Linked DNA regions of Mus musculus: regions 1 and 3 are each linked to region 2. Evidence: chromatin contacts called from public Micro-C and promoter capture Hi-C data. All regions are on one chromosome and are shown on one strand. Each heading gives the region's core, a stretch centred on a gene start, on an enhancer-like site or on the middle of the called end of the contact. The rest is flanking DNA. Distances are from core to core; before and after follow the strand shown.

Evidence for each region. Hi-C and Micro-C count contacts between places; a contact is called where the count stands out from the background. Capture Hi-C pulls out chosen DNA fragments and counts their contacts.
Region 1: a Micro-C map of the G1E-ER4 cell line shows a contact between it and region 2, with 3 times the contacts expected there. The contact joins the enhancer-like site here to the promoter of Anp32b in region 2. A contact is called at or near these places in 2 of 39 promoter capture datasets (neutrophils and pre-B cells), 1 of 484 Hi-C or Micro-C datasets (the G1E-ER4 cell line) and 1 of 115 datasets of contacts at active chromatin or transcription factors (the 230-238 cell line).
Region 3: a contact with region 2 is called in a promoter capture Hi-C map of pancreatic islet. The contact joins the promoter of Tbc1d2 here to the promoter of Anp32b in region 2. A contact is called at or near these places in 2 of 39 promoter capture datasets (the C10 cell line and pre-B cells), 8 of 484 Hi-C or Micro-C datasets (CD4 T cells, embryonic stem cells, muscle stem cells and 2 more), 1 of 115 datasets of contacts at active chromatin or transcription factors (embryonic stem cells) and 3 of 9 other capture datasets (adipose tissue, liver and pancreatic islet).

What each region holds. Positions count from the first base shown.
Region 1 is chr4:46,582,429-46,586,634 of GRCm38.p6, forward strand. All of the region lies in intron 1 of Coro2a (coronin, actin binding protein 2A), which reads right to left. Among named protein-coding and RNA genes, the nearest start is that of Coro2a, 17 kb to the right of the region's middle. Within about 2 kb of position 2,688, at least 46 of the 459 cell types and tissues checked have an H3K27ac peak or open chromatin away from gene starts, as enhancers often do. A contact at or near this core is called in the G1E-ER4 cell line and pre-B cells, where this site is marked.
Region 2 is chr4:46,448,394-46,452,435 of GRCm38.p6, forward strand. It overlaps Anp32b (acidic (leucine-rich) nuclear phosphoprotein 32 family, member B), which reads left to right and starts at 2,533. Exons shown (of 7, transcript NM_130889.3): 1 at 2,533-2,956. The coding sequence starts at 2,903.
Region 3 is chr4:46,647,672-46,651,698 of GRCm38.p6, forward strand. Tbc1d2 (TBC1 domain family, member 2) reads right to left here and starts at 2,528. Exons shown (of 13, transcript NM_198664.3): 1 at 1,998-2,528. The coding sequence starts at 2,363.

The DNA of each region.
Region 1 (4,206 bases), core at 1,438-3,937, 130 kb after region 2:
GAGACGAGTCTGCTCCTCCACGGTGGTTGCCTTGCGCCTTCCCTGACCAGGGGGTGAGTTTTTCTCCAAAAGGGGCCCTTGGGTTACTTTGGGATTTCTCCCTTCCCTCGCCTAGTGTAGATCAGTCAGATCAGATTAAAAACAAAAAGGATCTATTTGGAAATTATACTCCCCCTGTCAATAAAGAGGTTCATCGATGGTATGAAGCAAGATGGGTAGAACCTACTTGGTTCTGAAAAAATTCTCCTAAAGATCCCAATGATAGAGATTTTACTGCTCTAGTTCCCCATACAAAATTGTTTCGCTTAGTTGCAGCCTCAAGACATCTTATTCTCAAAAGGCCAAGATTTCAAGAACATGAGATGATTCCTACATCTGCCTGTGTTACTTACCCTTATGCCATATTATTAGGATTACCTCAGCTAATAGATATAGAAAAAAGAGGATCTACTTTTCATATTTCCTGTTCTTCTTGTAGATTGACTAATTGTTTAGATTCTTCTGCCTACGACTATGCAGCGATCATAGTCAAGAGGCCGCCATATGTGCTGCTACCTGTAGATATTGGTGATGAACCATGGTTTGATGATTCTGCCATTCAAACTTTTAGGTATGCCACAGATTTAATTCGAGCTAAGCGATTTGTCGCGGCCATTATTCTGGGCATATCTGCTTTGATTGCTATTATTACTTCCTTTGCTGTAGCTACTACTGCCTTAGTTAAAGAGATGCAAACTGCTACGTTTGTTAATAATTTTCATAGGAATGTTACATTAGCCTTATCTGAACAAAGAATAATAGATTTAAAATTAGAAGCTAGACTTAATGCTTTAAAAGAAGTAGTTTTAGAGTTGGGTCAAGATGTGGCAAATTTAAAGACCAGAATGTCCACTAAGTGTCATGCAAATTATGATTTTATCTGCGTTACACCACTACCATATAATGCTTCTGAGAGCTGGGAAAGAACCAAGGCTCATTTACTGGGCATTTAAAATAACAATGAGATTTCATATAACATACAAAAATTAACCAACCTAATTAGTGATATGAGCAAACAACATATTGACGCAGTGGACCTTAGTGGCTTGGCTCAGTCTTTTGCCAACGGAGTGAAGGCTTTAAATCCATTGGATTGGACACAATATTTCATTTTTATAGGAGTTGGAGCCCTGCTTTTGGTCATAGTACTTATGATTTTCCCCATTGTTTTCCAGTGCTTTGCAAAGAGCCTTGACCAAGTGCAGTCAGATCTTAACGTGCTTCTTTTAAAAAAGAAAAAAGGGGGAAATGCCGCGCCTGCAGCAGAAATGGTTGAACTCCCGAGAGTGTCCTACACTTAGGAGAGAAGCAGCCAAGGGGTTGTTTCCCACCAAGGACGACCCGTCTGCGTGCACGCGGATGAGCCCATCAGACAAAGACATACTCATTCTCTGCTGCAAACTTGGCATAGCTCTGCTTTGCCTGGGGCTATTGGGGGAAGTTGCGGTTCGTGCTCGCAGGGCTCTCACCCTTGATTCTTTTAATAACTCTTCTGTGCAAGATTACAATCTAAACGATTCGGAGAACTCGACCTTCCTCCTGGGGCAAGGACCACAGCCAACTTCCTCTTACAAGCCACACCGACTTTGTCCTTCAGAAATAGAAATAAGAATGCTTGCTAAAAATTATATTTTTACCAATAAGACCAACCCAATAGGTCGATTATTAATCACTATGTTAAGAAATGAATCGTTACCTTTTAGTACTATTTTTACTCAAATTCAAAGGTTAGAAATGGGAATAGAAAATAGAAAGAGACGCTCAACCTCAGTTGAAGAACAGGTGCAAGGACTAAGGGCCTCAGGCCTAGAAGTAAAAAGGGGAAAGAGGAGTGCACTTGTCAAAATAGGAGACAGATGGTGGCAACCAGGGACTTATAGGGGACCTTACATCTACAGACCAACAGATGCCCCGCTACCATATACAGGAAGATATGATTTAAATTTTGATAGGTGGGTCACAGTCAATGGCTATAAAGTGTTATACAGATCCCTCCCCTTTCGTGAAAGGCTCGCCAGAGCTAGACCTCCTTGGTGTGTGTTAACTCAAAAAGAAAAAGACGACATGAAACAACAGGTACATGATTATATTTATCTAAGAACAAGAATAAACGTTTGGAAAAAGATTTTTCATTATACCAAGGAGGGGGCAGTGGCTAGACAATTAGAACACATTTCTGCGGATACCTTTGACATAAGGTATAATAAATAACCTTTATGAGCCCAACCTTGCGGTTCCCAGGGTTCAAATAAGTTCTTGGTCACAAACTGTTCTTAAAACAAAGATGTGAGACAAGTGGTTTCCTGACTTGGTTTGGTATCAAATGTTTTGATCTAAGCTCTGAGTGTTCTATTCTCCTATGTTCTTTTAGAACTTATCCAAGTCTTATGTAAATGCTTATGTAAACCATGATATAAAAGAGTGCTGATTTTTTGAGTAAACTTGCAACAGTCCTAACATTCACCTCTCGTGTGTTTGTGTCTGTTCGCCATCCCGTCTCCGCTCGTCACTTATCCTTCACTTTCCAGAGGGTCCCCCCGCAGACCCCGGTGACCCTCAGGTCGGCCGACTGCGGCAGCTCCCCACTGAGGCTTGCTCTTGTCTTTGTCTTCTCAGCTACGCAGGGCTTTCTTGAATGGGGAACCTGGCACAGGCATCCTGGTGGCCTAGGTGTCTCCTCTGCTGCAGGACATGACAGAGAGACCTCCCCCACCCCAGTTCCAGGCAGTAATGGCTCTTGCTAACCACTGTCCACTTTTGGAGAAGGGCAAGCCCAGGTTCCTGTACTCCATCCAACAAAGGGAACAAACATCATGCAGCCCGAGCATGCAGTGAGCCGAGCCTCGTGGAGGAAGACTGGGGGGAAAGGGCTTGATTTACTTAGGAAACTCGGCGATCCTACCCGCACTGCAGGAATCCAGGTGTGCTGGTACACATCTGTTATCTCAGCCACTTGAGAAGTAGAGACAGAAAGGTCAGAAGCTCAAGGCCCTCCTCAGCTATACAGTGAATCCAAGGCCAGAAATTAAAAATGTAAGGAATGGCAACTTTCACGGAGTCCTTGCTGCAAGTCAGGCTTGGATGTAAGGGGTTTGCAATCAGAGTGTCCTGGGCTCTGGGAAGGGCTGGAGTAGGGCAGAAGTGTTCACTCTGCTTCACTTCTCGGGGTGGCATTTGTGTGTGTGTGTGCGTGCACGTGTGCATGTATGTGCTGGGTGGCGGGGAGTGGTGCCACATGTCCCTGTAACTAGGAGAGATCAGAGAAAAGTCTGTTGTACGCTGAAGCCCACCATTTTCTAACTCTTGCTGAGTCTAATTCTATGCCAGACCCACTAGCTCTTTCTCTCAGACGGGCACTGCACAAGGAGGCGAGAGTAAGGCACATAGAGTCCCAGTGGTGACCAGGCTCAGTCAGAGCTAGCTTGGCTCCCTGCCTCCCTCTCCACACCTTTCCTGCTCAACTCTGAGGGTTTGGCTTGCATCCTGCCAGTGTTGGAGAACTCAGTCCTCTGGGAGGGCAATTTTCTGGCTTCTGCTGCCATCAGTCCCTGGAGCCCCAGCAGCCATCTGTGGCTTCCACAGTAACAGCCTCACAGACGTCGGAGGTCCCTGACCACGGGCTACTGGGACAGCTCGGGTGTAGGCTGGAAACTTCCTTGTGGGACCGTTTCCTGTTTCCTCTCCGGTTTCTGGTTGTCTTCCTTGGGTGTGTCAAACTGTCACCTCACCCAGTCTGGATCCACACATCCTAGGTGGGAGCTGAGGACCCTCAGTACAGCAGGTCCTCCATAATTTAGAATGATCACACAGCAAGATCCAGGAGGGGAAACTGAGGCAGCATGCTCGTGACTGCCAGGGCAGAACTGGGAACAGGAATCAGGTCTGGAAGTCTTCTAAGACAGCGAACAAAGTTTCCTTTCATCGTGTGCCTGGTTACAGCACCAAATATTTCCCCTCTTATCTCTACCACGCTAAGTAATAGTGGGAACTTGTTTGTGGAGGGACAAATTCCAAGGATGGCTGGCAAAGGAGAAAAGGCCTTATGTGGAAAGGTCAGGGGTCACCCACATTATCAGAATCCTCTTGGGGGGTCAGAGCTTCTTTTCCCTTTAAAAGAAGGGCCTCATTATGTGGCTCAGGCTGGTCTTGAACACAGCCCGCAGCCTT
Region 2 (4,042 bases), core at 1,283-3,782:
GTATTTAGAGAGTAATGACTTCTCTAACAACTTTATTGCACGTTAGTGTGTGTGTGTGAGGGTGTGAGTCTGAATGCACATGGGTGCAGCAGAGCATGTGTGTGGAGGTCAGAGAACAACCTGTGAGGATTCAGGTCGCGCCTTCTACCATTTTGGCCCTCTTGTCAGCCCTGAATGGTGCTGTTTCCTCCCAGTGTTTGTAGAAGGTAGGCTTGGGTTATCTGCCAATCTGAAGTGAGGAACAGGTCCAAAAAGTTACCAAGTCTCAGTATTGCTCTCCAACGTTTTTGAGTTTGCTGGAATTCACACACATTCTGATGCACAGGTGGCTTTAAGATAAAGAAGTGCCCAGCCTGACAGTGTCAGCCTTACTGTGTCCTGTGCGTGGGCATTAGCATGGAGGAAGTGGCAGGAAGGAGACCCACTTGCACAGCCGCCCCTGACAGACCAGAATGTCCTCACTGTCCCGCACTTCCTTCCAACTATAGCTCAAACCATGAACTCATGGACGACTGCAGGTTGGATACGACTGCATACTGTCCCTCTTCCTCACACAGATCCATTAGTGACAGTGACATTAAGCACAGCAATATTTAACACCAGGCCCTGTGACAACAGCCCCTTCAGGCCCTTGGACTGAGAGTCCTGTAGACGTTGGTAGGGCGATGAGACACACCCTGTGCTGCCTGTGTTATTTATGCCTCTGGCAGTGAAGCCCCTGACAAAGCAGCATGTCACTGGGACACATGCTCTTTGTTCAGAGGTGCATGCCAGCACCGACTGTGCAGGAAGGCACAGTGCCCTGTCTGTAGTCGCTCTTCCTCTGACTCTCTGGCCTTCTTTTTTGTTGTTGTTGCATGCTGTGGCTGTGCTTATTAACTACTCTGTAGCTTAATCTTATTAAACATACATTCATCCTGTAGACTGTTTACCATGGGAAAGATAACAGTCTCAACATACTAGCTAGGATCAATCCCACCATCCTTGGGAGTTACCAGACTACTCCTCTCTCGCAGACCATACCTGCCACCAACAGCACATGACACCACCTGTGGGCTACCTGTTCTCATAGGGCCCTCAACTGTTTTCCATCCAGTGTACCAAAGTAAGAGTCCCCAACGGTGACTCACTCTAGACCAGGGTGGAGCAAAAATATGGCAGATTTGAACCAGACCTATAAAGCTTAACTTTGTTGGGCTACTGGTGATGATTAAACCTTAATTCCTCATTTTTTTTCAATTAAGATATCACCAACTTCATAGGGGTTGCCTGAAAGTTAAATGGGACATAACAGCGCAAGCTCTTAAAAGCCAATGCTCGGTGATTGATTATGGAAGCGCTTCAGTAGATTTTTTTTTTTTTTTTTTGAAAAGCTTTTTGCATAGCTCAGTGAAGCCTATCAGGTAATAGTTGGAGATCTTTTGTGACAAGGAGCACAGCACTCCCTTCCTTTCCCCACATTCTCCTGTCTTAGCCTTCCAGACTACCACGGAATTATGAGTGAATCTACACCTATAACTATTCACCTTTCCCCCATAACCTACACATCTTCTTTTCTCTTGAATTATTATTTCTGAATCTGATATATAATCATTTAAAAGTTTGGGCCTCTAAGGCAAAATGGGATGATAGGAAGAGGCTTCTTGCACTAAAATCTTAGGGTAATACCTAGATGATGTTTTTCTCCAGTAAACAGTAATCTTTAGTGCCTCTGGTTAATATCAGAGGTAGGCTCCTCATTTAACACAACGCCGTGTGCTTTAAATCCAGGGACCCTTAAAATTAGACTTTGACAAAGGCTGCCAACCCAGGACTCAACTTAATGGTGACCAAGAATGTATACATCTTCCACGGGTGCCCCAAGAGATAAAAGTCAGAAGGTGGGGACTGAGGCGTCATTAAAATTACTAATGGTTTCCTTCACTAGTGGCTCACATGTTTAAAAACAGTGTTTATGTATAGTTGTTTTCTGTCTCCTTGGCTAGTTTGTAGTTTAAGTACTGATAAAGTTCTAAAGTATATTAAATTTTTTATTTTTAAAAACAAACACGTGCCAAGGGGAAAGTTTCCTGAACTGGGGATGCTCAGATGCGGCGTGGCTTGGGCAAGAGGCTGGAGCTGCCTGCCCCTGCTGATGTTTTAGTACAACACGGCGGGGAAGCGAGCACAGCCTCACCAGGGTCCTCGATGGCACTTCTAACATCACTGGACCTAAAGGCAGCGAGGTCGGGCTATGGGCCTCAAAACTGGGAGGAACAGGGTGAACCCCAAAGCCACAGCCTCTGAGGGCGCCCGAAGGCTCAGGCGAAATTGGGTCCGGGAGAGCCCGGAAGAAGGCGCGAGGCTGAGCCTGCCCGTCGACCTCCAGGAGAGCGCGGGTGCCGGTGGGGGTGGGGGCGGGGGTCCCGGCACCGGAAGGTCTTACATCAGCCAGCCCACGTGCGACCCGAGGGCCAGGAGGCGCGCGCGACCCGGGAGGCGGCGCCGCAGTCCGGGCTGAGCTTAAGGCGGGTCCCGCCCCGCCCTCCGTGCGCCTCCCAAGTCCGCGCTGCAGCCCGGGCTCCCGAGCCGAGCGGCGCCGCGCAGGGCCGAGTGGAGCCGAGCAGCCGCCGCGTCGCGTCGCCGGTTTAAGCGCAGTGCGGGGCCTTGGCCGGGGGCGGCGGTAGTGAGGCCAGAGCCGCGCTCCAGCCCCCTTTTCCCTCCATGGTTTCTCTCCGCTCCCGCGAGTAACTTGGCTCCGGGGGCTCCGCTCGCCCGCACGCCCGCACGCCGCCCGGGGACCACGCCGCCGCCTCCTCCAGCCGCCTCCCTCCGACGGCCCTCGCCGCGCAGGCCGGGTCGCCTCTCCCCCCTCCGCCCCCGCCGCGGAAAGTTAAGTTTGGAGAGGGGGGACGAGGGGAACATGGATATGAAGAGGAGGATCCACCTGGAGCTGAGGAACCGGACCCCGGCAGCCGTAAGCAGAACCCCTCGGGCGCCCGCGCCCCCCGATGACTTGCAAGTAATGGTGGCCACCTGCGGGCCACCGGGCTCCGGCCGCGGCGCGGGGAAGGCGCTGCTCGCAGCTCGGACGGGGACAGGGAAGGCGGGCGGAAGGCGCGGAGGGGGGAGCGAGCGCGCGGGCTTTAACTCTTTGGCGCCCGCGGGCCCCCGCGGCCACGGGGAGGACGGCGGGTGGAGAAGCAAACTTTGAGCCGCTCGCCCGCCCGGTCCTCTCCCGGAGGGAGCGCTCGCGCGTGTGGCCGGCGGCGAGGGCGGGCGCGGGGGTTGTGTAACGCTGGGAGCCATGTTTGCAGCCTCCCGGGATGCGCGGCCGGGCGGAGGCCGGGCCTGCCGAGGCGCCGCGCCGCCGCCAGGCCCGCCGCGGGGCCGGGCCGGGTTCCATGCGCCCCGCGGCCGACAGGGCCTCGCCGCCGAGGAGGGTGTTCGGGTCCCTGAGGGGGGCGCGGAGCCCCCCTCGGGCGCGGCCTGGCGCGGAACGGGGGAGGGGCGGGCCTGGCGGCGGAGGTGGCGCAACCGCCGCCCCTCCCGAGGCCAAGTTTGAAAAAAGGATGCGCTTCCCGCCATTTTTTCAAGCCTAAAAAAATCCAACTTTGCCCCTCCTTTGCCCGGCTCGCCTTCGCCCTCGGCCTTGCCCACGCGGGCTCCCCGGGCCAGCCGGCCCGGCACCGTCACCGCCGCGGTGGCTTCGCCCTCCCCCGCGCCGCCGCCCGGGGCCTTGCCCGAGAGGGAGGCCGGCCCCTCGGTGTGGGCGGCCGGCGGCTCCGCGCGCCAGCCGGGGCGCGCCACAGCGCCATGTTGGCGGGCGCCGTCTTCCTCCGCCGGGTGAGCCGGCCGCCCTCGCGCTGCCTGTCGGTCCCCGGGCTGCCCCCGCCCCGCGGGGCTCGTCTCCGCGCGCACTGGAAGCGCGGCGCTCGGCCACCGCCGCCTCGTCCCCTCGCGGGCGCCCTCCCCCTTCTTAAAAGGGCAACGGTGGCCGACGCGGGGCTGGGGCGGCCTGGGCCCCGCACGTGCTCCACGCGGCGGCCTCTGCGGCCGGCTG
Region 3 (4,027 bases), core at 1,278-3,777, 200 kb after region 2:
AAGCAGGGTGCCACTATGGGCTCTGCCCCCAGGCTCCTGCTTGAGTTCCTGCCCCCCAGGGAAGGACTATGGTGTGTAAGGAAGCCTTGCCTTCCCCAGATTGCTTTTGGCCATGGTGTTTCTCAAGGAAACAAACTCAACTAGAACTCTCAAGTTCTATGGAGTCCCTTGGCCTGCTACTCAGATATCAATGAGACAGACTAATATCTACCAGTCTTTTCTGTCCGCACTCTGTTCCTCCGACACTTCCATTTCTCTTAGGCGTCACCACAACCCGATAGACCCCAGACAGACACAAGCACCTCGTTTTACTCCTGAACTCATTCGACATGTTCGACGGAGACCGACCCTGTGACGGGCAGGCCAGCACTCGAGAGGCAGCCCTTAGATCTAACCAGAGTTTACTTCAGATGGCACGGGTCTGGATGTTTTCTTCACCGTGAGGCCTCTTCTGTCTGCGCTATTGCAACCAGGCCACCTGCCAATTCCTATACCCTGCATCCACAGGCCTAACATCTCTGTCATCTGCATTTTCTCCAGGGCCACAGCTCCTGCTCAGCCACCATCCCCTCCTGGGCTCTCTGCTTACCAGCTTCTCCTTATCCCAATTTGCTCTCTGCCCAACAGCCAGGCTGAGCTCTCTGAGCACTCTAATCTCATTGTACTCTCTTAGCTTAAGGCTCTCAGACAGCTTCTACAGCCTAGAAACAAAGTCCAAGGCCCTGGCCTCACTCCCCAGTGTCACCCCCTTCACCTCCATCCTTTGGGCACCTATGTATGCCAGGCTCCTGTTGCTTGCCTGTGACTCGTACTTACACTATGTTTCCCACCTGTCTGCCTATGCTCTCTCAGCATCATCGTCTCTCTCCCATCACCACTTGTTTAAAGTGACGATGTCTTTCTGAAAAGCTCCCCTCCTCATTTGGAGGAGCCGATCCCTCTGTCACCACACTGTTACTGTCCAAACTCTTCGCAGAGTCTCCATGAGGCACTTACCCATGCCTGCCAGTTTCCCCATCACACCTCGAGCTGTTTGAGAATGCGGTGCAGAGTTGAGCAAGTCTGACTTGATCCACACCCCAAAGCCTAGCACAGAGCCAGGCATATGTATGGACTAACCAAAAAAATAAAAATAAATAAATAAATCATGTGCTGAGGGACCCTGACCAACAGCACTTGTCTTGTGGAAGGAACACAAGACCTAAGCCCACATGACCTCTAAAATGTCCTTTCTTGTTTAAAAATTGGATTCCAGCCTAGCCAACTGGCCACACTGCCAGGAAAGGAGAACTACACCTCCCGGCATCCTAGTATCTGAACAGCTGCAGGTTGAGGACATAGGGAGACAGAGACCAGGCAGTGGAAAGAAAGACCTTCATCCTTGCACTCCTCTGCCTAGAGAACTAACCTAAGCCCACATCCATCTTCCCAGACAGGTAACAGGACACTTCCCCTTAACATGATAGATAGGTTCTGACCTGTGGCTCCATCACTCCGTGTGTGCATACGTGTTTATTCAAAAGGCATTTACTAAGAACTCACTAGTTCAGGCATGCCTGGATGAACAATCTAGGCCCATCAGTGAACTTACATATTTTCCTTCCTAATCCCTACCCATGTCTGCATTCCCTCCCGTTGGCCAAAACACCAAGATATGAATCAGATCCTGGCCTCAGCGAGTGCAACCACAGTACCCTGACTGCTTCAATACCAGGTTTGATAACAGCACTGGAAGATTCCAAAAAGTGAGCCACAGCATTGTAAATGCCTGGGCTGGGCCATTCCCTTTTGTCTATGAATCAGTTTCTTAATGCATAAAAGGAGTCCCTCACCCTTGCCTGTGGGAAGGCAATAAGGAAATGGTGTGAAAGCTAAGTGGGACAGCTCCAGGCTCTGGGGCACTGACTGGATGGTGATCACCGTCCGGGTTAATTTGCGGTGGCCATGCATTGGCCCTGAAAACTAGCTCGAGCTGTAAAGTGCGGAGTTCCACTTACCTTGAGGGTAATAACCCGGCTGGGAGTCTTGATTTCAAAAGTGCCCTCCTCCTCAGCGTCCGCCTTACAGTCAAAGACCGCACTGGAGAGATCGATGCTGTCCAAGGGGTTTGCATCCTGCGCGGTGCGCGAATAATACAGGTGGCACTTCCTCTCATCGTAGAAGAACCAGCGGCATTTCCAGCCCTTGATGGGTCCTTTGCCGCCAAACTTACTTAAATACCCACAGAGTTTCTTAGGGACCGTGTCTAGAGGCCGGGCGCAGCCCTCCGAATCCCCGGGAGATACCACCTCGGGCTCCCTGGCCAAGCCCGGAGGCTGTGTGGACTCCGAGGAAGAGGGAGTGCGCTCGGGGGCGTCCTCCATCGCTGCTGGCCCGCTGCACAGGCCTGCGGCACTGGAATGCGGGAGGTCCGACGGGCACCTGGGAACCGGCGATACCTGGCTGGGGCGGAGCCGGTCCGGTCCAGCCCCTAGAAGAAGGCGGAGAGCACCCCTGCCGGCGCCGGAGAGAGCGCCTTAGACACTTGACAGCAAACTCAGCGCAGGACGGCAGGCCACGCCCCTGTCACGCGAGGACCGCCCCGGGTCCCGCCCACCAAGCCAACTTCCGGCTTTTCCTCCGCGCTGTCGGCCATGTTGCTTCGTTCGCCCGCGGCGCGTGCGGGCGCCTCTGTTTAAAAACAAGGCTTTTTCTTTCTCCGAGGCGCTTTAAGCGTGGGGAGGGATGCAGGAAGCCAGGCCAAGCTACGTGGCCGTGGGGTTCGCGTGGAGGCGCTGGAGCATGGCGTCCTCTCCAGCCGCCACTCTACGGGTGCCGCGCGAGTCACCGCGGGACGGCGCATCGCGCAGCCATTGGCCGAGCGCTCCGTTTCCGATCCTGAACCTAAAAGTTTGGAAGTTTTCCCAGTCACCTCCCGCGATCGCTCTGGTCGGACACCACCTCCTCCACCACCCCTGCCTCGGCTCGCATTTCACCTTACAGCCCCAGTCGCCTTACCTCGGGCGCCTTGTTGCACTGGCGGGAACGCGGAGCACCGCGAGGACAGAGCAGAGCTTTAAATAGCAGGGCTAGGATCCAACTGATTCCCTCAACCTCCTGCCTCAGTTTACCAAAGCGCCCCGAGGCGTGTTTCGCCACTAGATCGATACACCTTGTTCTGGTTCACCTCTCTTCTGGAGTCTCATCTTTCTTGCCGGTTACTTTGCCCGTCACCTCAACTCCCTTGTGCGATCCGTTTACAGGCAAGGGTTTTTTAGTGGAAGTATGGCAGTAGCGACCCTCTCTGAGTACCTGTATATTTTTAAGATTCTCTATCGTTGAGCGACTTTGCTAAGGTTTTCTCACATAAGGATGGGCAGGGCTCACACCTACCCTTCCCTCCACAACAAGAGAATTTATGGTGAAACTAAGGAGCCCTCCTAGACTTGGAGAGGCCACTGGGCGTTGGATTTTGTAGATGGGGAAGGTTACAAATCAGTATTGTCTACTAAATACCAGGCGCTCGCGCGGGGGCGGGGGGGTCTTTTTTATTGGAAACAGATTATTTTCTCATCCCAAATCAACATTGGCCATCGTACCTCTGTTGATAATTTTGCATTTTTAAGAAATCCTTCAGTACTTCCTTGATCCACACCTGTCTATCCTCAGAACTGTTTTTGATAGTATGCCCGAAGCTCCAAATACAGAAGGTAGAAAAGGGTGAGTCTTCATTAAATGTTGGCTGCAACTGAAAGTCAATAAACGACTTAAAAGCTGTAAGCCACCAAGAGGACAATAGGGTGTTTAGCAGAATTCACACCACTGAAAACTGGAAAATGCTACAATTAAATTATTGTTTAAGACAGGATCTCATACAGCACAGGCTGGGCTCAAGCTTGCTGTGTAGCCAAATATGACTTTGAATTTTGAACAGTCCTGCCATTGGCAGCAGAGCCAGACACAGCAGCTGTGAGTTCTCGCAAACCTTTAGGGACCACAACCCACATGAAACTGAATCCTCACCTGTATTGCAGAGACGAGCTTGCGG